2 separate regions of the Salmo salar genome follow, and region 2 is linked to region 1. The links are chromatin contacts, called in public Hi-C maps. All regions are on one chromosome and are shown on one strand. Each heading gives the region's core, a stretch centred on a gene start, on an enhancer-like site or on the middle of the called end of the contact. The rest is flanking DNA. Distances are from core to core; before and after follow the strand shown.

Evidence for each region. Hi-C and Micro-C count contacts between places; a contact is called where the count stands out from the background.
Region 2: a contact with region 1 is called in a Hi-C map of gill, with 4 times the contacts expected there. The contact joins the promoter of LOC106563207 here to the enhancer-like site in region 1. A contact is called at or near these places in 2 of 3 Hi-C or Micro-C datasets (gill and muscle).

Annotation. Positions count from the first base shown.
Region 1 is chrssa11:87,036,051-87,039,652 of Ssal_v3.1, reverse strand. No RefSeq gene overlaps it. Among protein-coding and RNA genes, the nearest start is that of LOC106563208, 40 kb to the right of the region's middle. Within about 2 kb of position 1,777, at least 1 of the 13 cell types and tissues checked has an H3K27ac peak or open chromatin away from gene starts, as enhancers often do. A contact at or near this core is called in gill, where this site is marked.
Region 2 is chrssa11:87,093,239-87,096,557 of Ssal_v3.1, reverse strand. LOC106563207 (guanine nucleotide-binding protein G(z) subunit alpha) reads left to right here and starts at 1,955. Exons shown (of 3, transcript XM_014128552.2): 1 at 1,955-2,229.

The sequences.
Region 1 (3,602 bases), core at 528-3,027:
TCATGGGTAGGGTGGGAGTATACAGGGAAATACATGCAGCTATGTTTCAGATCTGCATGAGAAAAGTTTCCACAAATATCATTCCAGACACTGTGGCTGATGAAGCACTTATGCCACTAATTCTAATCTCACACCACGCTCCCACTATTTCCCTCCATAAAGTATTTTCCAATTTGTGAGTTGGACATGCAGTTCCTAAATCATCTCTCTCTCTTCTCTCCTAAATAACCCTAAAAAGAGCCTGTTCTTTTCTGGGCCACCATGCTGCACTACCAGGGAGGGACACATAATTAACACACAATTAGAGTAGGCAATTCAATTACTGGTAAATTGATTTATGTAATGAGAATTGTGTTGCAGCAGAGACGTGACGGGGTGGCAGAGGTGATTAGGATGACCACACATTCCACTCTAATTAGAGCACAAACCCTGTATGACCTTTTCCTACTGCAAATGGTTACACAGGTCACTGTTTGGCCAGCCACGGAGCCTCCTGCTTATTTAGAATGTATAGCAGAATCTATGCATTATTGCTTCATTAAGTTAGCTTGCATGGAATGATCGACGTGACTGAGTAAAAACAAAGGACAGTGTCTGTCAGAGCCGTGCCGGATTACTCAATTTCAACCCTGACCTGCTGACCCTGTAGCTGGACCTGGTTTTAACCTTGTTGACATCTACGCCTCAGAGAGAGAGAGAGAGAGTGAGAGATCCACCAAGACTCATATTTTGTGAGTATGGTTATGGTGTAATAGTAACAGTAACAATGGGCATTTGTTTGAGTTGTAAAATGTAAATGAATTCCAGTGAAAAGAAAGCAAAGGCCTGCTAAAATCATACCTGGTGGCTGTCATGAGGAGTGATACCAACTGAGTAAGAGACTACAGAATACTTTTGAATTACTGGAAGGGAGGTGAATTTAAAGACATATGGAGAGCAAACAGACTTAAAACCGTCAATGTTTTCAATCATTCATCCATCATGGAAATATAATTTCAAAGCTTCAGTACAAAATATATCTTACATCACATGGCAGAGGCAATAACCACTGAGGTGCTGTGGACACAGTATGTTTTTTAATGTTGTTGGTGGGTGAAGTGGAAACTATGTGGAACAAAGCAAGCAGCAGCCATACATGGAAACAAGTTTTGCACTCACAAAATTGTTAGGAATTATAACATTGAGGGCCAGAGCAATGTTTCTGGAGCATGCTTTGTGTTTCCACCAGAAATGCTCTTAAGGCATCTACTGGTGTTGAAATGCATTGTGTGCTCACTTGTAAAGCAAATGGCTTTATCTCTATTTGCTTTGTATCTTCTTGCTGTAACTCAGTGGGATCACAACTCAATTTTTATAGATTTTTGTGCAATTTGCAGCATATGACAGACACCTCAAAAGACTCCAGTCGATTTTCTCAAGTGTATTAGTAATAGACGGTGACTGAAGATGCCCTTTGCCAACAGAGGTGTTGAACATACACAATATTTTGATAAAACAAACAATGACAGGCCCAAATTCCACACTGAAAGTCAGAGAGGACATGTGAATGTCTATTCAAACGTCATCATTCAGCACAACTGTAATATGATCCTGTGCTGAAGGGCTTAACTGTCATATTTGTCTGTTTTGTCTCTGTCACTGAAAGGCTCAAATGGCTTCGCAACAGGATCGGATGAATGTCAGGGAGGTGAGGGGTGCAATTAAGCCTCATACACTGTTTTACAGTCAATCACTATTGATCAGGGATGAAATGGAATTACACCTAGGGTGAGAAGGAGCTATTAACTCACATGCATTCGGGTTAGTGCCATTAAAAGGACATTAGTTGGCACACGGTGGCAGACAGTGATCCTGTTAAGACTTCCCTCTCAGGCACCAGGCCTGGGACCTATTTGACAGTTGGACAATCCTTTATAATTATAAGATAGGGGGATAATGTTTTATGTAGGTAGTATGTGGGGAAAAATCAAACCTGTTTTGCATGACACAGCAGTATGCATGGATGGCTCTGTATCTGGACCTATGCTGCCTCCCTGTGGGTGAGAGTGGAACTTGCAGCAGCAGTGACAGATTCACAGCATACTGAGAAAGAAGACACCTGTCTGAAAACAGAGGTGGGATATTATTTCATAAATATATCTAACATTGCCCACTCCCCACCAGCTAGATAATTGCCCACTTCAAACAGTGCTTAACCAGAGAGGCCTCTACATGTCTCCCCCTGAGACTTTTCCAGCTGATGAGAGACTCTCTGTAGCCAATCAATTCTTAATGAGAAAGAGGAATTAAGCCTCTAGAGCTATCGATCATTTCAATGATTGGTCTTATTCACTTCCATCACACAGACAGTATCATCTGCAGTAATTTGGAGGACCTTGGCAATCAGTTTCATTTTTCTCTGTATACTTTTGAGAGCTTGTGTGTTCAACCATACTAACTAGAGAAGAAAGAGTGGGACCACTGTTCTTACTAAAGAATACAAACTAAACACATACTTCAGTTTCATTACTGTAACTTTCCAGGATTTCTCATCATTGCATAGATGGAATAGACTGCAGCTGGTTGCACATAGCCCTATACCCCCTTCATAGAAGCTAGCTGCCTTTAGCGCCTACTGATGAAGGTATCTTCTTCCGGGGGGCCTTTTGTTAAGAGCCACTATGCTCGGTATGAATGTGAACACGGTTGCCCATTCATAGAAGCGAACTACCTTTACCACCTGTTGATGAAGGTATCTTCTTCCCGGAGGCCTTTTGTTAAGAGCCCCGACGCTGTTTCTAGAACCGTATAGCAATTGAGAATCGATTCACGTTAAGATGGAGTATTTGGCTGTTTTGGCTGCCAGAGCGAGTCTACCTCTGAAGAGAACATCGGTAGCCTCACCTGCACTCTTTAAAGGCCCAGTGCAGTCAAAAACGTAATTTTCAAGTGTTTCATATATATTTTCACACTATGAGGTTGGGATAATACTGTTAAATTGTGAAAATTATGATAAATGCCCTTTAAGTGTAAGAGCTGTTTTAAACAGCTTGTTTTGGTGGTACGAAGTTTTGACCTTCCATGGGGACACCACCATGTGGTAAATTAGTTTATAGACCAATAAGAAAGAGAGTTCCAAACCTCTCTGTCAATAACAGCTAACTTTCAGTTTCCCCATCCCCACTCAGACCACTCCCAGACAGTCCAAGCAAAAATCACAGTAAGGTGATCGCTCCGCCATTTCCTGTTTGCAAAAATTCTACTAGTTCGCCTAATTTCAGTTTATGTGACAAAACAAGCAAGTACAGTGTAGAGAATCATTGTACCATCTAAACCGCTGTGAAATATATTTTCCATAATTCAAAATATTGTATATTCAGCTGTTTGAAGCTGGTGTAAAAAAACAAAAGTAAAAGATGCAAAAACAAAACTTAAGATAGATGAAGCATAGGAATAGCGTACATAGAACAGATCTACCGCTTCTTAGTCTTCCTTTCAATGAGAATGAAAGATCACTAACTCACATTTCTATGTGAATTTGGTCAGTTCGCCCAAAAAGTTACATATTGCAGCTTTAATTGTTACCCAGAAAGGATTTGATATTGAGATAAAAAAAAGTGCTG
Region 2 (3,319 bases), core at 706-3,205, 57 kb before region 1:
CTGGCCCAACACTCTAACCACGAGGCTACCTGCCTAGTGGTTTGTTCAGGCATTAGGCATTCTTGAGTCTGAAGCAGATATGCACCTTTTAAACATTATTTGATTAATATCGTGATAATTATCATTATCGAATGAAAAAATATATAGATATCGTGATAATTGATTTGCCATATCGCCCAGCCCTACTGTACGCCACGCTTTTCACAAGTGGCAATGCATCATAAATCAGGACTGTATGTCAAATCAACTGTATATGTAAATGTAGGACACTTATATATTCAAATCCCTTTAGTTATAAGAAAACAAGATGCTATTCATGCATAAAGATGGTCACAATGACCAGGTTCTTTTGTAGGTGAACGTGTTGTAGTTAAAGTTGCATATGATAGTGGCAATGAATTGGGTCAAGAAGACATTGTTTTCTTATGAGGCAACTTCAGGGAGGCTTTTTCATGCCTCGAGAGAATGAAAGGAATCATTTTGGTGGTAAACTGTGGATTGGACCATATCCCATCCTTTATGTCTATGGTTTGGCACATCACATTTTGTTATTGGAGGTTATAACCTCTAGGGAATTCTAAGGGGAGACAAATAGATAGAGCCATTCTCCTCCCCTTGATTTCTATCTCTCTCGCTCGCTCTCTCGTTCTCTCTCTCTCTCTACCTCTTTTGACAGATTACTGGTTCTTAAATTGTACGGATTAACAATTCCTCATGTCCAGTCTTCCTTACAGGGTGAGAGTGAGAGAGGCAGACAAAAAGTGAGAGACTAGAGAGAGACTGAAAGATTGAGTAGCTAGCACTAGCTCATTTATGACCCATAACCCAGCAGCCAACAGGGAGGGAGAGAGAGGCTGTGGTGGGACAATGACAAGCTTCCAACCCCCCCCCTCACAGCATCTGCCTGTCAGGCTGGATTAACAGGTCTGGTTGAGGGGTCAGAGGTCAGTGGAGGCAGACATGTCTACTAGTACCTACCCCCACCAGATGTGCTGCTCTTCACTGGATCTAGTGAATTCATTGAGCATTTATTTAATAGCATTTATTGAGAGTATGGTGTACTTTAGGAGTTCTAAGAATTACAGTTCTCATTTCCTCACCACATCCCCAGCAATCTGATACTGGGTTTCTTTCTCCTAGCCAGGGGGTGTGAGAAGACTTCCTTTACTGCTATTGGCTCAAACCGAGGAGTCTCCTTACACACACACAGCCCTTGTCCTTAATGATGGATGTGCAGTCAACGTCATGCAGTGGCTTCAGCAATATAACCTGTGTGTGTGTGTGTGTGTGTGTGTGTGTGTGTTCCCTTGTTATGGGTATAAGCAGAAGGTCTGTTTTTACCAAAGATAGATGAGGTGATGAGAACAGCAAGCACTGCCCCTTCACATCGCATACTAGTATTTTTAATTTGTCAGCCTATCTATCTGTTCATGGTTAGAGCCAATAGCAGTAAAGGAAGTGGTCCTTCTGTCACAGAAACTGTTGGCACGGAAACAGCACATTACACCATTATCCAATCCCCCTCCCAGTCCCCTAGCGTCATCCCTCCTCTCCCGTCCCTTCATCTCCCCTCCACACTCTCGCTCTCTCTATCATGCATGCTATTCTAGCCATGAATGAAACCTCAGCCAAGGCTACTGTTGACTTGTCATAGACCAGAGAAAGAGAATAAGCAGGGTTGTTATACATTGAATAACACACATAACCAGGCCTTTCTATTGCTGCTCTGTCCGTTTTTATTTCCATGTTTTACATTTTCCCTTCATATGGCAATGCAACAAACAGATTCTATTGTATTCTGTTTTTGTCACCACTCTGTGTTCTGTTTAGCTTGGTGCCATTTTTCCCCTCTGTTTCTCTCATGATTTAATCCTGTCCGTTTCCCCCTTCTCTTTATCTCTGCGGACTCCTCCCTTCTCTTTATCTCTGCTGACTCCTCCCTTCATTTCCCTCTCCCTCCGCTCTCTGACACACTCAAACACGCACACACGCCCTCCTCCCCCATCGCTGCAGTGTCTCAACTGCCTTGGAGCAAACAAGAGAGGAAATAGAACAGACAATAATAAGAGAGACGAGAAAGAGGGGGATAGAAAGAGAGAGACTATGCGTGGAAGAGAGAGTGTGTTATAGGAGAATGTTGGACTAAGGGTGGATTGCACACTGCTTATCTCTCCCATGCGAGTGTTTGTCTGCAGTATCCCTGGTGAACGGACCCTGGACGGTGAAACGGTAAGCCTGCCTGCTTTATTTTCTCACACTCTTTCGTTTTGTCATCACCACTAAGTTGGCCCTCTTTGTTTGGCTGGGGTGAGGAATTGCTGTGTAATTGGATTCAAGTGGAGGAACAGGATCTTTCATGAAGGTGATGTTCTGAGATGGCACCAAGGCTAGGCTGTTTCTCCAGTTCCCTCCTCTCTGTGTAGGTGGACTAGGAGAGCCAGTGTCTGAGTACATATCCTCCTTGATACAGCCTTCATAGATACAGTATATGGTTATGTTGGGGAATGGTAAATCGGGATGTGTGCGTGCTCTGTCCATCCCATCGATCATGAGCGAACGAGAAGGAGAGAGGTAAGAGAGGGAGAGAGGTAAGAGAGGGAGAGAAGTAAGAGAGGGAGAGAGGTAAGAGAGGTGGGAGAGGTAAGAGAGGTGGGAGAGGTAAGAGAGGTGGGAGAGGTAAGAGAGGGAGAGAATTAAGAGAGGTGGGAGAGAAGTAAGAGAGGGAGAGAGGTAAGAGAGAGAGAGAAGTAAGAGAGGGAGAGAGGTAAGAGAGGTGGGAGAGAAGTAGAGGGGGGAGAGAGGTGAGAGAGGTAAGAGAGGGAGAGAATTAAGAGAGGTGGGAGAGAGGTAAGAGAGAGAAGTAAGAGAGAAAGAGAGGTGGGAGAGAGGGAGAGAGGTAAGAGAGGTGGGAGAGGTGGGAGAGAGGAAGAGAGGTGGGAGAGAAGTAGAGAGGGAGAGAGGTAAGAGAGGTGGGAGAGAAGTAGAGGGGGGAGAGAGGTGAGAGAGGTAAGAGAGGGAGAGAATTAAGAGAGGTGGGAGAGAGGTAAGAGAGAGAAGTAAGAGAGAAAGAGAGGTGGGAGAGAGGTAAGAGAGGTGGGAGAGGTGGGAGAGAGGAAGAGAGGTGGGAGAGAAGTAGAGAGGTGGGAGAGAGGGAGAGAGGTAAGAGAGGGAGAGAAGTAAGAGAGGGAGAGAGGTAAGAGAGAGGTAAGAGAGGGAGAGAAGTAAGAGAGGTAAGAGAGGTGGGAGAGAGGTAAGAGAGGTGGGAGAAAGGTGGGAGAGAGGTAAGAGAGGGAGAGAATGAAGAGAGAGGTAAGATAGG